Regions from separate parts of the Sus scrofa genome. Here region 2 is linked to region 1. The links are chromatin contacts, called in public HiChIP or PLAC-seq maps. All regions are on one chromosome and are shown on one strand. Each heading gives the region's core, a stretch centred on a gene start, on an enhancer-like site or on the middle of the called end of the contact. The rest is flanking DNA. Distances are from core to core; before and after follow the strand shown. Region 1 has its middle 250 kb from the start of FAM43A. Region 2 overlaps XXYLT1 (xyloside xylosyltransferase 1).

Region 1 (4,249 bases), core at 1,253-3,752:
GCAGCTTGCCGCAACGCTGGATGCTTAACCCACTGAGTGAGGCCAGGGATGGAACCCACATCCTCATGGACACTATGCTGGGTTTTTAACCTGTTGAGCCATAACGGGAACTCCCTGAATCTTATGTTTAATCAGCAGGGTGATTGCAGATGCAAGGCTGACTTGGCAAACCCAGGAGCTGCCGTTTCTGCGATACCGGCTCGTAGGGCTCTCAAATGACTTCCCGGCCCAGCAAGTCCCAGACTCAGCACTCCTGGCAACTCTGTACCCCGCAGTGGGCACTGTACCCCCTGTTGCCTGGGGGTGGGAGTGGGGCACTGACTGAGGGGCCTGCCAGGTCATAGCAGTGCCTAAGGATGAGGGAGGGAGTTGGAGACAGTGACTGGAGGAAGCAGGCAGGGCAGGAGGTATGCCTTTTCCTGCTGTGTGTCACTTGGGGAAGCAAAACCCCAGAGAAGCTAAATGACTCATCCCCATCATGCAGCTGGTTTTGGGCCAGACCTAGAGTGCTGGCTTTGATTGCTGGCCTGGGATTTTTTCCATCATCCCACTGCCTGCCGGGTATGGACCGGGTTGGTAAATCAGTGCCATTTAACTGTGTTTCTGTTTTGAGTTTCTTGAGCAGAGAAGAAATTAGCAAATCAGCGCAAAGAAGCTCCTGCTCTTGGAAACCCCATACAAATGATCACAGCTGGAGAGGATGGCCCTGCAAGCCTGACCCCAGGGCCCTCAGCTGCCCTGTCCCTCCTCCAAGGACCTTGCAGGATACCCTGTCAGATTGACATTGAGGGGTGGCGGCTGCAAGGCCCTTGAATTCTGTGAGGTTTCTGTTCCATCAGACTCCTGACATTCTGAGAGGAGACCTGGGCTCTGTTTCTGACCTGGAGGGTCACCAGCTGCATGATCCAGAGAGGAGCCTCGTTTCCTTATCAGGGGCCGGGAGTGGGGGTGGGTGGACTCAGAGGTCTCTAAGGCCCCTGTGACCCTGGTCCTGTAGGAAGGGGAAAGGTCTTCTGGAATAGAATTGTTTTTATCTCAGCAAGCGCTGAAGTCCGACATTTCCAAATGAAGCCTGATGAGAGAAAGAAGGAATACTAATACAATCCTATGATTACATAACATGTATTATCTATATATTTTCCCACATACACAGGAGGGAGAAAAACCATTATACTCAGGACCCTGGGGGGTGGAAATTGGGCTGTATTCTTGATTCTTCTGCTACTTGGTTTCCTCTTAGATTTTGCTTCTTCAACTTGGTCCCGCTCAGCTACGGTCGATTGAACAACTAGGCACTTTCATAAACAGGAGCTCCATCAGCTCCTTTTATGCTCTGGTTAGTTTTTCTCTCTAGAGCTTCTTTGCGTCTGTCCAGAGGAACCTGTGAGCTGTCTTCCCATGTCTGTGGTGGGGTGGAGACGTTGCAGGGGGGTTGCCGGACCTGGTAGGGAATTTGACTACATGAGGTCCTGACTCACCTTGATGCCAGACAACTCAGTTCTGAGGAGTTTCGCCTCAGCCATATTAGTCAGGGCTCTTGCAGGTAAACGTGACAGAAACCCAGCTCACACTCGCTTACACACAAAGGAAAACCGTGGGCTCAGGAAACTGGGCAAGATGAGTGGAGTGGACAAGGGGCACCTCTGGATTGAGGACTCAGCGATGTGGTCAGGTCTCTCACCAACACTCAATCACTTTTCTCTCTTTGTGAGTTGTCTTCATTTTTTTTTTTTTTCTACCACAAATAGAAATATTTGGCATGGGGTGGAGGGTGGGGGAAAGAGGAGAGGCAAGGCTGCAGACAAGCCAATTGAATCTACTTCAGTTAGTGGCCCTAGAGGAGAGAGACCTTGCTGTCTACAAGTCCCAGGGGAAGGTTCTCATCAGCTGTCTTAGGCCACATGCCCATATCTGGGACCAACACCATATCCAGGCCAGGTTAGGGCAACAGGGTACTGCCATTGGCAGTCAAATAGAATTCTATAGAAACAGGTCAGGTGGGAAGAGCGGTTAGTAAATGAGGGGGCAATGTTATCAGATGGGGGGGATCAGATACTGTGAGAGATCAAAGCAATAGGAAGCCATTAAAGATATGGTAACAGTCAGTGTCCAGTAACCAGAATAGAGAAAATGTAATAGAAAGAACCAGTTATTAACTAGATAACCCAAGGGTAAAAGGAGACCTCTAAGGTGGGACAGAGGTACAAACTTTAGGAAGCAGCCACTTTCCCCTGGCTGAGGGAGCAAAGGGAACATTTAGAAGCACAGGGAGGAGCCCTGCAGAGCTGGAACTCAGTCTTGGGAGGAGGGAGGGGCCTGTGCCTGGGCCCAGACTCCCAGCAGGGGCGCCAGCTGGCTGTGGACAGTGTCCTTGGGGGGCAGGGTGGGGTGAAACAGGTTCTACAGGAGCTGGAAAAGCTGCAAACTGGAGTCAGCTGCTGCTCCAGTTTGGCCCGGTCTTGGGCCAAGGGAAAAATTGTGCTGGGATGGTGCTCACAGAGACAGGAAGCCCACAGGAAGCAGACGGGGAACAAACAGGAAAGAGCGAGCAGGCTCTCCCGCCTCCAGCCTGTAGACTCCCTCTTGCGCCCCCTATCAGCAGAGCTAACAGCGCCAGCCTGCAAAGCCAAGGGTGAGTATGGAATCCCAGCTCCAGCCCAGCACAGACACAGTGACTTGGTAATTGACCCTGATGTCTTACTGCAGGGGTTCTGGTTGGTGTGGCCTTCAGAGCAGCAGTCTGTCTCCCTCAGGAGGCTGTGGACTTCTGGAGGTCAGGGGCATGACTGATCTATCTGTGTCCTTCTCAGGGTCTGGTACCCTGCCTGGGGGGATCCTGCCCTACTGTGTTCATAATGCTGAAATGTACCGCAGGAGGTCAAGGGGCCAGTGGGTCCTGGGGCAGCTCCAGCCCTGCCTGTCCAGCCTTTACAGTTCCTGTCTGTCTTCCCTCGGACTGTGATTCTAGGCTCTCCCTGGAGTCCTGTGAAGCAGGGATGGGGCATTGAACACTGACTGTGAACACCCCGGGGCAGGCTCTGTGCAGCCTGGTTGGTATGCCCACAACCCTCTTCTCATCCTCACTCACTTTCTGATGAGGTCCCAGCTCCACTTCTAACAAGGTTTGTGGCTTTGGGCAAGTTATTGGACCATCCTGAGCCCCAGTTTCCCCAGAAAGCCCCCTTCAGTCCTTTAATCTCTTCACTAAGAGACAAGCTTGGTCCTCTCCATCCCATGTCCAGCTTCCTTCCTCCAATCCCCCTTCCCCATCATCCTGCTTCTTAAAGGACTGACAATTTCACATCGTATTTAGGCTTTGAAAAGCAGTCAAGACTAGCAAGACAGAGATCTGTGTAGCTCAGAGGAAAGTAAACATTCAGGACAACTGGGACTTGCTGAGCAGGGCTGTGGGACAGCTGCAGGATGAAGCAAGCCCCTGTGGTGTGGCGTGGGGAGCAAAGGAGGAGAGAAGGCAGGAGGGAAAGGGGCTCTGCGTCTACCCTAAGGAAGCAGGAGAATAGGGGGCTCCCAGTGAATTCCAGATCCCTTGAGTGTTTGAGCCCGACCTCTCAGGTGAAGGCCTGAGCCTCCCAGCCTCCAGCTGCTTCCACAGGGGCAACAGTCCCCATGGGGGTAAAGGGCCCATAAAGACTTGGTGTGGCCATGTAGGCAATGGGATTAGGCCAGTGACCGATACAGAGAAAACACGCCAATGACAAAGGGTAGCTCTAGCTGCATTAGAGCCCTGACCACATTCTGGCCTGTGTTAAAGGTTTCTGTGTGTAAGCTTCTCTTTCTCACTAACCTCAAGTTCTTTAAGGTAGAGGCTGTGTCCAATTTTTCTCTGGTGATGTTCTGCCCAAAGAATATGGGGAAGAGGGGTATATCTGGAGACCAAGGTCAAGGCTGGGTGAGGATTAGGAGGGCCTCCTGTGGCAGCGTGGCCCTAGATCACGGCTGTGAGCTGAGGCAGAGGCGTGAGTGGTGGAAGATGGGACATTTCCCAGTGAGGGGCCCTGGCAGGCAGGCAGACAGGATCAAAGCACAGCACCCTCTTTCCCAGCCAGAAGAGAGTTCACCAAAGACCCTGGCACTCCAAGGGGAGGCTAATTGGGTCCTGAGGGCTGACAAGGGTTCCAGGACCCTCTTGGCATCCTTCCGGCCAAAGAGCACCTGCTTCCTTAGGAATTTAATTTCCCTTTATTGAATGCAGCTCTCAGATGAGGCATAGTTTGGGCCATTTCTTTTC
Region 2 (4,249 bases), core at 715-3,214, 340 kb before region 1:
GAGGTGGTTCAGAGCTTGCTTAGGGCCATGCAGCCCTGAGGTGGCGGAACGTGGATGAGAGCTGGTCTTTCTGACTCGTAGGCACCCTGTCCTGATGTCTGTGCTGTCTGTTGTTTTGGTGGGTCCTTCCAGGCCCTGCAAACAGGGAATCAGGAGGGCTGGGGTCCCCCAGGAGGGTGCCCGCTGCTCGCTAGGGCCTCACACACACAGCCTCTTCCCCTTGTCAGCTGGTGGCAGGACCACACATTGTGTGAGAAGGGCAGGGGAACCTCAGTGGGCCTAGGGCGGAGCTCATTCCTCCTTCAGGTTCTGCCCTAGAACCAGCCGGGAGCCACCGTTTAGGATGTGGGATCTTAGAGGACTGTCACGTTTGGAGCCCTGCCTCCCTCAAGTGGCAGTGGGTCACAAGAGGTCAGAACGAGGAAACTGGAAAGGCCATGGGGTTCTGTCCCCTGTTACCCATGAGGAAGCTGGCCCAGAGAGGGAAAGTGACTCGGGCAAGGCCACACAGCTAGTCAGCGGACAGGGGTTTAGGCAGGTCCCCACTGCCCACACTGCCTGCCTGCCGTCCATGTCATTTGCTCTCAGGCCAGCTCTGGCAGTGCTGGTCTCTGTGTGCTTCATTGTCTTCTGCCTTTGTTCTTAGCCTGACACATTTTTCAGATCTCACCCACCTGTGACTGCCCTGCAGTCGCCTGTGTTTTGTGTGCATTGAATGGTCTTGCTTCCCGCCCCGCTGAGCAGCGGTTCTAGAATCCAGCTGATTGGGCCTCCTCAGGTGCAGGCCCCAGAGCTGCCCGAAAGGCCCTCACTGCCCCTTTGCCAGGCATTGCTCAGCCCGAATGGGGGCTCATCAGGCCTTAGTGTGTGTGTGTGTGTGTGTGTGTGTGTGTGTGTGTGGTGGGGGTATAAGGAATCCCACTGCTGTCTCCTGCTTGGGTCTGCACCCCTTCAGACCCAGTCCTGCTGTGTCTGTTACAAGGCTGTTTGGGTGCCTGCTCCCCATCATGGGAGCTGATACACATGACTCACAGTAGGTGCTCTGGGAAACTTTTCCTGCTGTACCGTCCAGCTCACCCCACCTGGAGAATCTACTCTGTCTGGAGACCCTTTGCCTGACCTATGCCTCCGTCCTCCTCTGCTCTGTCTGCAGTGGGAGTGAAGCTGCCCAATGGGAGGCCTTGGGGGCAGGGTCCGATTGGGCTCCCTGTGCAGCCTAGTGCAGCAGTGGGCCTGCACCTCTCCAGTGAGCATGGTGTTGGCTACAGATGGGCCTGTGCAGACTCCCAGTCCACCTGGTCCCTCTAAGAGGCACAGTATCATCACCCATCTCAAAATGTGGGGATGAAGTGACGTAATGTGTCTAAAGGAGCTGTGTGTGCACAGCACTGCTGAGGACTTGAGGCTGGGCTGCCCCATCCTCTGTGAAGGCTGTCCTGGCCTGCCTCCTGCCCCCAGAATGGCACCTCATGGCTCATCCTGTGTCCCAGGTCACATCCTGGTGCCGGTGACTGGGCCCCAGCCGGGGATGTGTGAGCCAGCTGCGTGGGTGCTCAGGTGTGTCTTATAAAAGAGCAAATTTGGCACAGAGGTGGCCTGGCTGCCCACCTTCTTCCATTCAGTGTACATACTGAGTAGGAGTGAGAGGATGACTGAGCCCTGGGGGTTGTCTGAGCAGCCTTGCATCCCAGGGTCCCCAGCTCTCTCATAGGAGAGAAGGAGAAGGAATGGGCTTTCTGCTCAGGAACAGAGCTCCCAGGGTGGGGGTGGGAGGAGACCTCGATGTGGGAATACCCTGGAGGGAGGGGCACCTGTACCCCGTGCTTGGCAAGATGCTTGTGATTTCGGCTGCTGCTGATCTGTTAAGGTGAGTTTAATCTGCAGTCCGTGTAGGGAGAGACTCTGGTCTTGGGTCCCCAGGATGGGGCACTGCTGGCGCCTGAGTCATGGCCAAAGTCTCAGGTCCCTGATCGTCCTCCCAGTCTGTGGCTCAGTCAGCCAGGCATGGGCAGTGGACAGGGTATGGGCTGCCCAGCTCCAGGCTTCCCAGTCTTGGGAGCACTGGTCACCTCGGCTGGCTAGTGGCTCCTTTTGTCAGTGACAACTGGACTGTTACACAGTGGGGTGAGCAGTGCTCCAAGAGGAAGTGAGACGGTGGGGAGGTCCGTTGTGTTTACTTGCTCTGCTTCCGACTCCCCAAGCAGCTTTGCTTTGATCGGAAACGTGAGCAACCGAAGTTCGTCACCGAAACGGCTCTCAGAGAGTTGCAGGACTTTGAGAGCAAATGCAGAACGAAGACATTTCTCTTTCCTTAAAGGGAGAGCTCTGTCTCAAGCCCCGGGCTCTGGAAGAGGAAATATGACCTTGCTGTTCAACCTCCTAGTTTCTGGAGCTGTTGACTTCGGCCCTGCCCTGTGACATGTGCAGCATCTGGAGTTGATTTATGGAAATCTGTGGGGATCTGTGAGAGCCTGGAAAGAATGAAAGGGAGTTCTTGCTGCCCTGTGAGAGTATTCAGCTCTGATCCCTGGGCCTTGGGGGGGTATGAGGGGGAAGGGCCCCGAGAAAGGTGGGCAGGTGGGAGCAGTGACAGCCCCCACTTTGTGACCCACTTCAACCAGGAGTATAAAATTATAGATCAGATGGAACATTCTTATTTCTCCAGGTTCCCTTTGGTCCTTGTCCCCTGGCCGGGTACCTCTGGGGTGGCAGGGACAGGGTTTCTCATGGTGGCGCATCTCAGAAACACCCACCCATCTTTCTGTCTCATCTTGTCCTTACTGTTAATGTGGCTGCAGCGTAAATGACTGTCCTATTTCTTTTGTAAGCCATTCTGCAGTCTTCTAATGAATAACGCCACAGAGAACATCTGTGTTTTCCTTCTTTTCAATTTTTCCTGGGAACCCTTCCTTGACTCTTCACAAGGAACACTTTCCATTCCTAAAGGGTCCTCCATCTAAAAATTAATATCAGAAAATCAGGACTCAGGAGTTCCCATTGTGGCTCAGTGGTTAATGAACCCGACTAGCATCCATGAGGACGTGGGTTCGATCCCTGGCCTTGCTCAGTGGGTTAAGGATCCAGGGTTGCTGTGAGCTGTGGTGTAGGTCACAAACGAGGCTTGGCTCCCTGCGTTGCTGTGGCTGTGGTATAGGCCAGCAGCTGTAGCTCTGATTCAACCCCTAGCCTGGAAACTTCCACATGCCCAAGTATAGCCCTAAAAAAGCCAAAAAAAAAAAAAAAATTAAGCAACAAGGATTTATTGTATACCATAGATTAACTAGATTCAGTATCTTGTAATAACTTATAATGGAAAATAATCTGAAAAATATCTATAACTGAATTACTTTGCTGTAGACCTGAAGCTAACACAATATTCTAAATCAACTATACTTCAATAAAATTTTTTAGTATTTTGTTTTTTGTATATTATGAAGCATCAAAAAATCCAGAAAAAAATGTAATAGGTACCTTTTTTCCTACTATATACGTTAAATAGGGGCTAACATTTTGCTCTCTTTGCTTAGATTCTTTTTTTATTTTTTATTTTTTTACTTAAAAAATTTTTTTTATTACTCACATGAATTTATCACATCTATAGCTGTATAATGATCATCACTGTCCAATTTCACAGGATTTCCATCCCACAACCCAGGCACATCCCCCCACCCCCCTAGATTCTTTTTTTAAAATAAAAATAGATGCAGCTCAAGCCCACCCTGTTTCCCCCCCCCCCCACCGTGGTGTCCACTGTCACATACAAGAAGGTGATGTGCTTTGTGGGATTTGTGTTTTTGTATTTTTACCAGATATATGTCTGTTCATGGACATACACACATATACACACATATAAAATATACATTTGATTGCTTTATCTTAAACAGTTATGTAAACGCTCTTGTTATATACCCTTTCGATACTTTTTTTTTCCCACTGGACATTATGGTTTTGAGATGTATCTGTGTTGATATGTGCAGGTACCATTTGGCCTCAGTAACAACCTGAGCCACTGCAGTGACAATGCCAGATCCTTAACCCACTGAGCCACAGGAGAACTCCTTGTGTGACCATTTTAACTGCCACATCAGATTTCATCGAGGGGAGACCTCAGCAGATTCATTTTCCCTCTGAGGGATGAGCAGGTTGCCTCTGTGTTTTTTTGTCCTCGTAAGCATCACTGCAGTGAACCTCCAGGTGCGCATCTGCGTACTTATAGTACGTGAGTTCCTCCAGACTCCACCCCTGTAAG

Evidence for each region. HiChIP or PLAC-seq counts read pairs in DNA pulled down with a chosen protein or histone mark.
Region 2: a contact with region 1 is called in an H3K27ac HiChIP or PLAC-seq map of skeletal muscle, with 6 times the contacts expected there. The contact joins two enhancer-like sites. A contact is called at or near these places in 5 of 47 Hi-C or Micro-C datasets (heart right ventricle, mesenteric adipose tissue, retroperitoneal adipose tissue and 2 more) and 1 of 2 datasets of contacts at active chromatin or transcription factors (skeletal muscle).

Annotation. Positions count from the first base shown.
Region 1 is chr13:131,909,079-131,913,327 of Sscrofa11.1, reverse strand. No RefSeq gene overlaps it. Among named protein-coding and RNA genes, the nearest start is that of FAM43A, 250 kb to the right of the region's middle. Within about 2 kb of position 2,502, at least 16 of the 83 cell types and tissues checked have an H3K27ac peak or open chromatin away from gene starts, as enhancers often do. A contact at or near this core is called in retroperitoneal adipose tissue and skeletal muscle, where this site is marked.
Region 2 is chr13:132,250,391-132,254,639 of Sscrofa11.1, reverse strand. The region is part of intron 1 of XXYLT1 (xyloside xylosyltransferase 1); the gene reads left to right. Among named protein-coding and RNA genes, the nearest start is that of XXYLT1, 17 kb to the left of the region's middle. Within about 2 kb of position 1,964, at least 36 of the 83 cell types and tissues checked have an H3K27ac peak or open chromatin away from gene starts, as enhancers often do. A contact at or near this core is called in retroperitoneal adipose tissue and skeletal muscle, where this site is marked.